Regions from separate parts of the Mus musculus genome. Here region 1 is linked to region 2. The links are chromatin contacts, called in public HiChIP or PLAC-seq maps. All regions are on one chromosome and are shown on one strand. The core of a region is the stretch at or near the end of the contact, and the rest is flanking DNA. Distances in the headings are between cores, read along the strand shown. Region 1 overlaps Hck (hemopoietic cell kinase). Region 2 holds the start of Hck (hemopoietic cell kinase).

The links. HiChIP or PLAC-seq counts read pairs in DNA pulled down with a chosen protein or histone mark.
Region 1: an H3K4me3 HiChIP or PLAC-seq map of bone marrow-derived macrophages shows a contact between it and region 2, with 2.2 times the contacts expected there. The contact joins the enhancer-like site here to the promoter of Hck in region 2. A contact is called at or near these places in 2 of 39 promoter capture datasets (the HPC-7 cell line and trophoblast stem cells), 5 of 484 Hi-C or Micro-C datasets (the N1E-115 cell line, centrocytes, erythroblasts and 2 more), 8 of 115 datasets of contacts at active chromatin or transcription factors (the HPC-7 cell line, bone marrow-derived macrophages, embryonic fibroblasts and 3 more) and 3 of 9 other capture datasets (adipose tissue, liver and pancreatic islet).

Annotation. Positions count from the first base shown.
Region 1 is chr2:153,144,024-153,149,777 of GRCm38.p6, reverse strand. Hck (hemopoietic cell kinase) reads right to left here. Exons shown (of 13, transcript NM_010407.4): 11 at 5,206-5,359; 12 at 700-831. Among named protein-coding and RNA genes, the nearest start is that of Tm9sf4, 14 kb to the left of the region's middle. Within about 2 kb of position 2,352, at least 36 of the 459 cell types and tissues checked have an H3K27ac peak or open chromatin away from gene starts, as enhancers often do. A contact at or near this core is called in the HPC-7 cell line, the N1E-115 cell line, bone marrow-derived macrophages and 2 more, where this site is marked.
Region 2 is chr2:153,105,269-153,111,167 of GRCm38.p6, reverse strand. It overlaps Hck (hemopoietic cell kinase), which reads right to left and starts at 2,700. Exons shown (of 13, transcript NM_010407.4): 1 at 2,414-2,700. The coding sequence starts at 2,475.

The DNA.
Region 1 (5,754 bases), core at 1,103-3,602, 39 kb before region 2:
TTGTATTTTATGTGTATGAGTGTTCTTCCTCCATGTATATGTGTGCATATATACACCATGTGTATACGGGTGTCCTCATAGGCCATCACAGGACATCAGATCCCCTGGGACTAGAATGAGATAGTTGTGAGTTACCACATCGGTGCTAGGAACTGGACCCTCATCCTCTGGGAGAGCAAGTACTCTTAACCTCTGATCCACCTCTCCAGCCTCAAGTATACATCTCTTAAAAGTAGAGATCATCCAGGTGTGATGCTGTAGACCTTTCGTCCCAGCACTTGGGAGGCAGAGGCAGAGGCAGAGGCAGAGGCAGATGGGTTTCTGGGACTTCAAGGACAGCCTGGTCTGCATATCAAACTCCAGGCTAGCCAGAGCTACAGAGTAAGAGTTTGTCTCAAAAAAAAAAAAAAAAAGTTGACTTCTTCTCAGCCTCATGCTACTTCTCCAGATCTTCCCATCCACCTCCTGCTCAAATAGCTGAACTTCGATTGCTTGAGTGCAGTAAGGTGTGGGAAAGAGGAGATAGCCAGCCAACCCCTTACACTAGCGGAGGGATGGTGGAGGGCAGTACCTCTGATATGAGAAAGGTGGAGAGGGACTGGGGGAAGATCAAGAGCTGAGTGTAATAGACATACTGACGAGATGGGCCATTGCCAGGTTGGGCTGGAGACACCCCTAAGCCCATGTCCCTTTTCCTACCTGGGTAAGGGATCCGGCCATAGGTGACAATTTCCATCAGCAGGATACCAAAGGACCAGACATCTGACTTGATGGTGAAGGAACCAAAGTTGATGGCTTCAGGAGCTGTCCACTTGATGGGGAACTTGGCTCCTGCAGGGTTGAGCAGAGCAGAGTCACGGTGAGACTGAGGAGCAATGAGGGCTGGGGCTCTGCTAGGGTGAGGGGAATCATGCCCTCTACAAATAGCGATTTCCTTGCAATGTGTTACCCATGTTACCAAGGGACATTTGTCTTGAGGACAGACACTGGATCAAAGAGGAGTGGATATAATGTGGGAGCTCACTCTGGGGGCTACATCCTTGATTCAGTTGCTGCCTGTTAAATGTTAACGCTGATAAGTGGAGACCCAGAGGTCTTTGGGGATAAGTGATCTCCGGGGGGCTTGAGTCTAGGTCACAGCTGATACCTCACCCCATCCACTCCCCAGCTATGGCGTGCAGGAGAGGACTTCAGCTGTCGTCTGAGGTTTGCCCTAGTCAGAGTGTCCCTTCCTTCCTATTCTTCCCTTCCTCCCTCTAGAATGGATTTGATGAGCAGTCTGTGGGTGTTTGTCTTAATTAAAGTATAATTGGTGAACATGGTCTATAGGATATATAACTGCCCCTTGATTCAGGATTACGATACACTCACTGTAAGGCAAAATGCAGAAGTCAAAAATGCCTCGAACACTTAGTTACTGAACACTGTAGTTCAGCAACTGCATATCATGGCTTCTTTTTTTGTTTCTTCTGGTGATCTCTTGGCTAAATCAGAGCTGTAGCTCACTGCCCTGGCTCAGCATCATGAGGGAGGACAGTATATTAATAGACATGGAAAGAGATCAAAATCCAAAGGGAGAGCATATTCATGCATTCATTCACTCAGTCACTCACTCAGTCACTCAGTCACTCACTCACTCACTCATTTTTATGAGACAGGCTCTCAATTCACTACATAGCCTAGATAGGATGGCCTTGATTTCCTGGTCTTTCTGCCCACTTCCCTAGTGTCTAGACTGGAGGCATGTACCACCATGCCCACCTTTGTATCATTTCTTCTCAATGCAACTATGTCTGTACCATCAGAACACTGGAGATAAATGACCAGGCTCTCAATCACTCTCTGCTGCCACCTCCTGTCCATGCCTTATCACGGCAGGCAGAAAACAGGCTGAGTGCTGAGGGGCAGGAACAGCAGTTGCCAAACTGCAGGGCTGTAGGGCGGAAGGAGCTAGAAGGCTGCAAGCAGTTCCATTTCAAAGACTTCAGTGGGACATTTGGTTTCATGGCTAGAGAGGCTAGACCACCGTCTCCAGTGGCTTAATGTCCATAAGGCACATATCCCCCTAAACAGCCATAAGCCTGGGAGCCTTTCAGAGCTGGACATAAACCTGACTGGCTTCATCACAAAAGTAGCAGCACCAGAGGAAGGCCAGTCCTAGGGATGCCTGAGGACACTTAGCCCTGGACTCTTGCTCCACTCCAAACTGCCATGTTGACTCTGTTGTTGCCTCCACTTAGGGTTGGATCCTAAGTGGAAAGATGCCAGTGTCACTGCTGACACTAGCAATGGAGGCTTTCCCCCTGTGCTACTCTCTTAATGTGAGGCCCCTGTCACATGATGCTAATTTGAATTCATGCTCCCTGTCTTTTCAACTTCCTGGCAGTGGTGATGACACATCAGCTCGGCCGGGTCTGTTTTGTTCCCTAATTCACTTTTCTTGTTACTGTGGTAGAAGATGGTTAAAGTCCCAGCGCAGGCCTGAGCACCTAAAGCTAGCCCCTTTGTATGATGAAAATGCTAGTGCTTTTAGGTGTCCCATAAAGCTATTTTTAAAACCATATACCAAGCAACCGCTAAGTTAAGAGACCATCTGCATGTTCTTTGGAATTCGGCGACGCTTGTATTATGGCCGAGTAAGTGATTAAGTATTGACAAGTCTCAACCCTAAAGGAAATATCCACATCTCTCTCACACACACACACACCCTTCCCAGGCTCAGAGATCATCCAGAAAGAGGCAGTAGAGAGATTGTAAAGCCATAGACAGTGGAGGAATGCTGTAAAAGAGGATTTTCTGGATGACAGGACCATAACACACCAGACCTCGAAGAAGCTATGTCTGCCTGCACAAAACCAGCACAAGATCAACTGGACAAAATCCCAGCAGAGATGAGAAGTTGGCCTCTGAAGTCCCACCCCTAGCTGAGCAGTTGTGGCTGCTAGGGGTGGGAGTGTCAGTTTTTGTCAGGGTTTGAGGACGCCTCCAGCAGGAGTCAGTGCTTTCCTTCCACTACATGGATCCTGGGGCTTGAACTCAGGACCTCAAGCTTGGCAGCAGGCACTTTCACTCAGCCAATTTGCCACTCCTTTTCTTTTAAAAAACTGGTCCTGAAATGACTTATTTTACATGTAGGGGCATTTTGCCTGCATATATGTATGTGTACCACATGCATGTCTGGTGCCCTCAGCATCCAAAAGAGGGTATTGGAACCATGGAACTAGGATTAGATGATTGGGAGCCGACATATGAGTGCCAGGACCCAGGTCCTCTGCAAGAGCAGCAAGTGCTCTTAACCACAGAGCCATCTCTCCAGACTCTCCTTTCCTTTTGAGAGACAGGGTCTCCATATCCCGGGTTGGCTCCATGGTATCCTCCTGCATGCTGCGATTCACAGCCCAACTCTAAGTCAGCCATTTTCTTTATGTCATACTTCTCTTTTATGTGGTACTAAGGCTCAAACCCAGATCTTGAGCATGCCTGGTAGGCACTCTGCCACCAAGCCACATCCTCAGCCACATCTAGAGAGTTCTCTCCATATCCCACTTATTCTTTACAGATTTAGATTATATATCCAACTTTTCATTTTATTTTTTTGTACCTAGTTTAAACATCAAATCATAACATATCCAATGGTGTGTGTGTGTGTGTGTGTGTGTGTGTGTGTGTGTGTGTGTGTGTGTGTTACTGGAGACTGAGTCTAGTACCATACACATGTCAGGCAAGTGTTCTGCCACAGAACCACAGCCCCTTTACTTTTTATTTTGAGACAGGGTCAGTAACTACCCTGGCAGACCTTGAACTTGTGATATGTCTCCAGAGTAGCCTACATTACAAGCCTGCACTTCTAGACCCAGCTAAAGTATACAGATGCTTAAGGTCTGACTTTGATGATCTGTAGCTAAGTAGCCCCTTCAGAAGGCTCCTTCCAGCTATTCTGAGGCAGTACCTCCCTGCTTCAGCTAGCACTCCCCCCACCTCCCTTCACAGCTTTGTTGGTATAAGTGAATTTTACAGCTTTAATGATATATAATGCACAAGCCATAAAATCCACACATTTAAAGTGTATGCTCCAATGATTTTTTTTTTAAAGACAGGGTTTCTCTGTGTAGCCCTGTCCAGGCTGTCCTGGAACTCACCCTGCAGACCAGACTGGCTTTGAATGCAGTGCTGGGAATAAAGGCGCAGCCACCACAGCTCCTGACGACTTTCATAATAGCGGAAGAATTGTGAATTGCACAATGTTTCATCACATGTTATCCAGCCCCATCCCTGGCGCTCAGAACCCCTTTCTTGAGTCTCCCACCCAGCCCTTGGCAACCCCTGCGCCATTCTGGGAATTTCATTTCAAGGGTAACAGATATTGGTGCCTGGCCTCTACTTAGCATGCTCCCAGGGTTTCCAACAGTTGTCTCTGTTCTGTCACAGACACAGACACTATTCCGTGGTATGGATGCCCACATGTTCTCCCTCTGGTCATCAGCTGATGGGCATCAGTTACAGTGTTTAAGTCTGGGGCGATCATGAAGAACACTGTGACCTTCAGAGATGACTTTTGCCTGGTTTTGAATTCCATGATGTAGAACCTTCTGGCATCTACTCTGTTTAGGTTCACTTCTTTCATCTGGATGTCACACCTCCCCTTTAGTTGCCCATGGCATTGGTGTGTGGTGTGATGGGGGTGAAGTCTATAGTCTTCTGTGTCAGTGAGGCCTCCACCACTGAATGCTACTCCCAGCCCCTGGTGTGGGTCCTTAACTGCTGTGTGGTGCTACATTGTGTGTGTGTCACAGCTGATACGCACACCCTGTCTGTGGACATTCACATGGTTCTGGTTTTGTTTCCTGGGCATAGCATTATTCTCACCTCTCACCTCGACCTGCACTTGCTGAAGTCTTCCTACCGACCTGCTCTGAAATGTTCCTCTTCAAGTCTTGTGTGGTATTAACACTGGCAACCTGACAGGATCTAGAATCACCTAGGAGACGCCCCCTGGGTGTGTTTATGAAGGACTCTTTCTACATAGAGCTCATTGAGGTGGGAGGACCCATCCTGAATGTGGGTAGAGCCTTCCATGGGCTGTGGACCACATGACAAAGGAAAGATCGAGACGAACACCAGCATCTGTCTGTCTGCCTCCTGACTTGATGCAAGAGTCAGTCTAGGACAGATCTCTGCCCTTTCCAGGAGGGCAGCATTCCCTACCTTCCCGAGCTGTGTACTCATTGTCCTCGATGATTCGTGCCAGTCCAAAGTCAGCAATCTTACACACCAGTGATGCAGAGACTAAGATGTTGGCAGCCCTCAGGTCTCGGTGGATGTAGTTCCTCTGCTCAATGAAGGCCATGCCTTCTGAGATCTGTACCCAGAAGAGACAGTGTCATCCTCACATATTAGAAGCCCACAGAATCTGCTCTTAAAAAACTGGAAGACATCTGCATCAGCCCTGCATTTGGGGGGGGGGGTCAGAAGGATCCTGGGCTCTCAACCGGCACTGTTCTGCCTGCCTATCTTAGGGTATTCTCAAGTCCTGGCTCTGCTTGTGGGCTCTTTTAGAACATCAAACTTCTGCAGAGCCCTTTGAGATGTTCTTAAGGAACAAGCAATGTGAATGTTTCCCCAGGACCCTCTGCCCCACGTCCATGAGTGTACCAGGGAGAGCTTTGATCCCACCCTCCTGGGGACAACCTCACCTCAATATTCTCTCCTCACTCTTTTTTCTTTTTTTAAAGATTTATTTATTTTAGGTTTATG
Region 2 (5,899 bases), core at 1,451-3,950:
ATAGCCCAGGCTGGCCCCAAACTCTTGCTATAGCTAAAGATGACCTTGAATTTTTGCTCCTCCTGCCTCTACTCCCAAGTTCTGGGGTTGCAGGTGTGCTCCTACATCGGGCTCTGCTATAATCTTTACACCACAGAGGACACATTTGTTTATGGAGACACAGACTGGAAGGATTGGTTTTCAACAGCAGTGTCTCCTATAGAGGTAGAAAGAGAGAACTGAGAGGGAACCAAACCAGGGACTTTGATTTTACCCATTACACCTAGTCATTTTACTTTTTAAAGTCTGAAGCAAACATGCCCCCACACTGACATTAGTGAATTAGTTAATTTTGGGTGGTGAGTTCCTGGGACATGGGCACATATTCCACTAAACAGCACCCTTCCTCCTCCAGAGAAGGGGCATGGTGAGAAGGGCACTAGAGAGCAACTGCTCTCTTGTGAGGCCTCTCTGGGTCAGTCCTAGGCTTGGGCAGTGATTCTCAAAGTGAGATTTCTGGGCAGCATCAGCAGCCCGGAGGTTGCCAGTTCTCAGTATCTTTCCCTAGGCCTCCCTTTGGTGGTTGCCCTAGCAATGCACATTTTAACACCCTTTCCTGGTGATGCTGGTGTGAGAATCTCTCGGGCTGGACGGGAACAGTGGAAAGAACATCTAATAGGGTTCTGAAAGTTTTCCTTCAGCCATCTTTCTCTCTTCTCCGCCCCTCTTTCAGATTGTGTGTGTGTGTGTGTGTGTGTGTGTGTGTGTGTGAGAGAGAGAGAGAGAGAGAGAGAGAGAGAGAGATCACATGTGTGCAGGTGCCTACAAGACCAAGCCCAAAAGACGGTATGAGATTCCCTGGAGCTAGAGTTATAGGCAGCTGTGAGGTGTTTCTGTTGTTGTGAGCGATCGGTGAGAACTTAGCTAGCATCCTTGGAAAGAGCAGTGAGTGCTCTTAGATGCAGAGTCACCTCTTGGGCTCCCTTTCCTTCAGTTTAATGTCACCTTCAAAAGTAAGGGAACTTCCACAAGCCTAAATCCGAAATGCTCTAAAATCGGAGACATTTTGGGCACCGACAGGATGGTCCAAGTGGGAAAGTCCACACCTGATCTGAGGCTATCAATTGATGTAAAAATGGAGGAGCCATTAAAAATGTGTCATTAGTTATCTCTGAGGGATGAGAATGAAATGTGTGAAAATCTCGGGCCAGGAAGATAGCCCAGTTGGTAAAGTGAGTACCTTGCAAACAGGGGGAACTGAGTTACAACCCCCAGAACTCCTGAAAAAAGTCAGCTGGGAGGAAGGACCCTTGGGACCCACTAATCAGCCGGCCTCACCTACCCAGCAAAAGCCCCAGGCCGATGATAGACCCTGTCTCCAAAAGCAAGGTGGCCTTTGCTTGAAGAACAACATAGAGTCCTCTGGCCTCCACGTGTGTAGGAACCCCAGAGTACACACCAACCAGTGAACACATACAGAAGCACGTGTAACATACACAAATGTCTCTTTAAGACCTAATTTTCACTCCAGGATGCCTCGCTGTGCACTTGACATACAGAATTCTGCCACACTCGGAAATCCTAAACCCCTCTGATCAGGTGTAGTTTGGATAGGGAACATTCAACCTGTCCTCTTACCATCTCCATCCTGCAGCTATGCAAACAGAGGCACAGACAAACCAGGCTCTCTCTCCAGTACCCAGCAGCACTGCTCCCCTTCTCTGGACAACTCAGCTTCAGATGAATGTAAAACAGCCCATTTTACAGAGTTGGAAGCTGGAATCCAGAGAGTAGCCAGTGACATGCCCCAGTGTCACACAGAGGAGATGGTGGTAGATTGTGGTCTTTGTGTAAGAGGTTCTGGAGTTGGATGTACGCCTGTTAGGGGTTCAGCTGGGAAGGCAGGGGAAGATGTAAAAGAGGGGACTCAGATATACACCTATAGCCAGGCCTGGGTGTGGCAGGCATGGGCTTGTCTTGGCCGGGCTGTTCCTTTAGCCATGGCTGCTGTCTACCTGCGTGACCTGCCACCCACCCACCATCAATGGGAACTGAACGGGCCTTTCCCTCCCCTCCAGCTTCTTCTTCTTGGTGTGTGTGTGTGTGTGTGTGTGTGTGTGTGCAGAAGGGGAACCTGGTTAGACAGAGAAGCCTCAGCTCAGCACTGCCATTCCCCTGCCTGAGCTTCCTCTATCTAGGGCTATCCCAGGGTCGCCCTGGGTGGCGGCAATTCGCCTCACCTGGCCACCTGGGTACCCTCCACCTTTCGTAGACTGCGCATCCCACCGCCGGGGATCGGTTGCTCCTAGGACGGGTTCTTCCTTCCTCGGCACCCCCACAGCTCGCCCAGGATCTCAGATCCCTGGAGCCCGAGGTCTGCACGTTCTCGGGGACGGGGGTGTGTCCCATTCCCGCCCTCTCACCCCGCACTCACCTGGGCGCCCGCCCTTCGCTTCGTGGGCAGCCCGGATCCTCGCAGCTAGACCGACCCCCCAGCGCTGCGGCCCCTGGTGGCCCCGGACTTCAGAGCCCGGAGCAAGCGACGAAGACTTGCGGGCTACAGAGGCTGCGTTGGCGCTCGGAACGGGTCAGAGCCCCCTTCACGGGCGACTTTGGTCCCCTCCCACCCGTCTGAGAGCCGCCGCGGGGAGTGCAAGCTGGGAGCCGCAACCCAGTGGCGCTCACTGGCCATCTGGGCGCCTTAGCCGCACCCTGGGTGATGCAAACCCCGCCCCCAAATACCCCGACTCCGCCCTCTAAGAGCCTAACTCCCACTCTGGCTCTCTTGTCTCCTGCTCTAAATTCACCTCCAAAGAATTTCAGCATTTCTTTGCTAACCCTGTCCTCAAGGGCGCTAACCAGTCCTTGAAGGACTTACTCAGACACCAAGGTTTGACCCGCCCTCCCAAGATTCCCAGTCCCCCTCCCCCACTAGTGCGTTTAAGCCCCCCATGATGTAATGAGCCTGTCCAAAGGATTCTAAACCCTATCCCCAGAGATTTTGGACCCCTACCTAAGAGACCAAATACCCTTGGATTCCCTAAAGAATTGTAATATTTTACGTTTATTGTTTGACTGGTTGATTGTTTCCGTGTATGTGTGTAAGTACCCTGGAGCCTCAGAGCGGTGTAGAGGTTAGAGAACAATTTGGAGGACTAGGATCTTACCTTCCACCTTCCGAGTTCCGGGGACTGAACTCAAGCAGCCACGCTTGGCACCAGGCGTCTTTACCTGCAAAACCATCTGCCTCCTCCTGGGGAAAGATTTTCAATCTCACTTTCTATTCTGTTCCCAGTCCTAACCCCTACAAATTCTCTAGATTTGTAATCAAATTTTCTGAAAGGGTTTTAATCTCGAGAGCGCGCGCGCGCGCGCTTGTGTGTTCTAGAGAATGGAATCCAGGGCCTCTCTCTCCGTAGTTTGTACTACAGCCACCAGCCCCCTACGAGACCTTAATCCCATAGGTCCTAAATCCTGCACTGGAGCAATCAACCGATCCTATCCTTCCTTTCAAAGATCCTAAACCAGCCGCAGAAGGAATGTAGCTCCCTTTAAGTCTAACCACGCCCTGATAAGTCTAACCTCTCCCTCTAGGATTCTGGTGGGTCTCCACCGCCCTTCCACTTCGGTCCCTCCCACATGCAGCGGTTTTCCCTCCACCCGCCCACCCACCGCTTATTCAAACTCCATGCAAAGTCTGGCGCCCGCGGGAGTTCTTTGCCTTATTCTGGGCTGAATATGGGACTGCTCAGAGGACCTCCCAAGTTGAAGAGAGGAAGTCTTACTGGCAGACCACTGAGGTCCTGTTTGCATGGCATATTCCACTCAGCCTGAGACATCATTCAAAACGACAGGGACCAACACTCTCTAAACTGCAACACACACCTGCAGAAACGTACAGGAGTCCTCCCTCCTCTAGCCAGGCCAGACCACCAGTATCTCTCATTCATTCGCTTACGCGTGCATGTAGGCATGCGTTTAGCAGTACTATGTTTTAAGTATGAATTCTGAGCGCGAGCGGTGTTAGCAGCTCTAGAGTTCCACCCGCTAGGCCCAGTAGCAGTTCTGACAACCAGAGCTGCCTCCTACACAGCCTGGTCCCCAGCCCACGTAGAAATCCCAGTCACCCAACACTAATGTGTTTGCTATGTATTTTAATATATTCATGCCCTATTTCTAAAAATAGACCGAGTCTTGAACAGGTTTAATTGACTTGGACACAGAAGTGAAATTAGTCTGTGTAGCAGTAAACAATGCTTGTTATCTACTGAGTGAAGGAGATTGAGATGGGAAAGAAGCCAATAAAGGCAGCGTCACAGAGCTAGCTGTCCGGTTGGGACAGAAGGCAGTGTATTATACACACACATTGTCACCCCCTGCTTCCAACCTCCCGGTCCCCGATTATCCACCTAGAGACAAAGGCCTGGCATTTAAACACTCCTGTGGGATGGTTGGTGAGGGATGCCCGGAGGGCCTTAGGCCTCCAGCACTCTGGTCTGCCCCAACCATGCTTCCTGGGCCTCCAGGATGAGGGAGGTAGGTCCTGGGACAGGCCCAGGGGGAAATTAGAAGGATATAACCAGCATCCCTAACATCTCGGTTAACAATGTGCCATTTGATGGCAGGGAACCACAAAGAACCAACACCTTCCTTTTTTCAAACCATTTCCCAAAAGCTTTCGCCAGACTAGTATTGCCACAAAAACCCACATTCATGTTCCCAAAGTTCCTATGACATTTATTGTGGCATAATTAGAAGTATTTTTGCTAGACTGGGTATTGGGGTATATACCGTTAACTTCAGCAGAGGTCAGAGAAGCAGAGGCAGGTGGATCTCTGCAAATTCCAAGTCAGCCTGGTCTACACAGCAGGTTCCAGGCCAGCCAGGATTAGACAGTGAGACTCTCTTTCTAAAATATTTTGTTGACTTTTATTCTTTGTGTGTGTGGTGTGTGCTCACACGTGTGTACACTGGCAGGTGTATGCCACAGTGTGAATGTGGAGGTCAGAAGACAACTGTGGAATCTTTTCTCTCCTTATACCGTTATAAGGGTTCCAGAGACTGAACAGGGGTCACAGGCTTACACAGCACACCCTTACCCACCGAGCCATCTCACCAACACTGTTGTGACATGATTTTTGTAAACAAAAGGCATGATTAGGGCTGGTAAGGCAGCTCAGCAGGTTCAGGCACTTGTCACCAAGCCTGATAACCTGAGCTGGATCCTGCTAGAGAGAGAAAGAGCAGACTCTCACAAGTTGTCTTCTGGGCACTACATACATATGGTGTCACGTGAACATCCACACACATCCACACCCATTAAATAAATGTAACTAAACAAGTTTAAGGTACAATTATAGATATTAAGTTTGGTAAATCTACATAGGTAATACTTGCCTGTGGAACCATTCCCTTAATCAGAATATAGAGTATTTGGGGTCACAGGTAAGTGAGGGGGCTTGCCTAGTCATGCACAAGAACCAGCGTCTGATCCCCAGTACCAAATAAATGGGGCGCAGTGACAGACACTGGTAACCCGTGCACTTGGGAAATGGAGCAGACATACAAGGTTATTTTCAGCTATGCGGTGAATCTGAGGCCAACCTGGGTTCCGTTCTGAGCTCCTGCCTCAAAAGCACACAAAGGAAAGACATCAAAGGCGTTTCTTGGCCCCGAAGCTCTCTTCCATTCAAGTCTCCCGGCTTTTAGGGGACTCAAGGCAAGTAACAGTAGATTGTTATTTGTTTTTCTTTTTGAGCTAGGATCCCATGTCACCTTGGACTCCGCTTTTAGCTGAGAATGACCTTGAACTCCTGGTCCTCCTGTCTCCACCTCCCAAAGGTTTACGGGCGAGCCTCAGCATTTTGGGTTCATTGGATGCTGGAGATCAGAATCAGGAGTTTATCCAGGTTAGACCAGC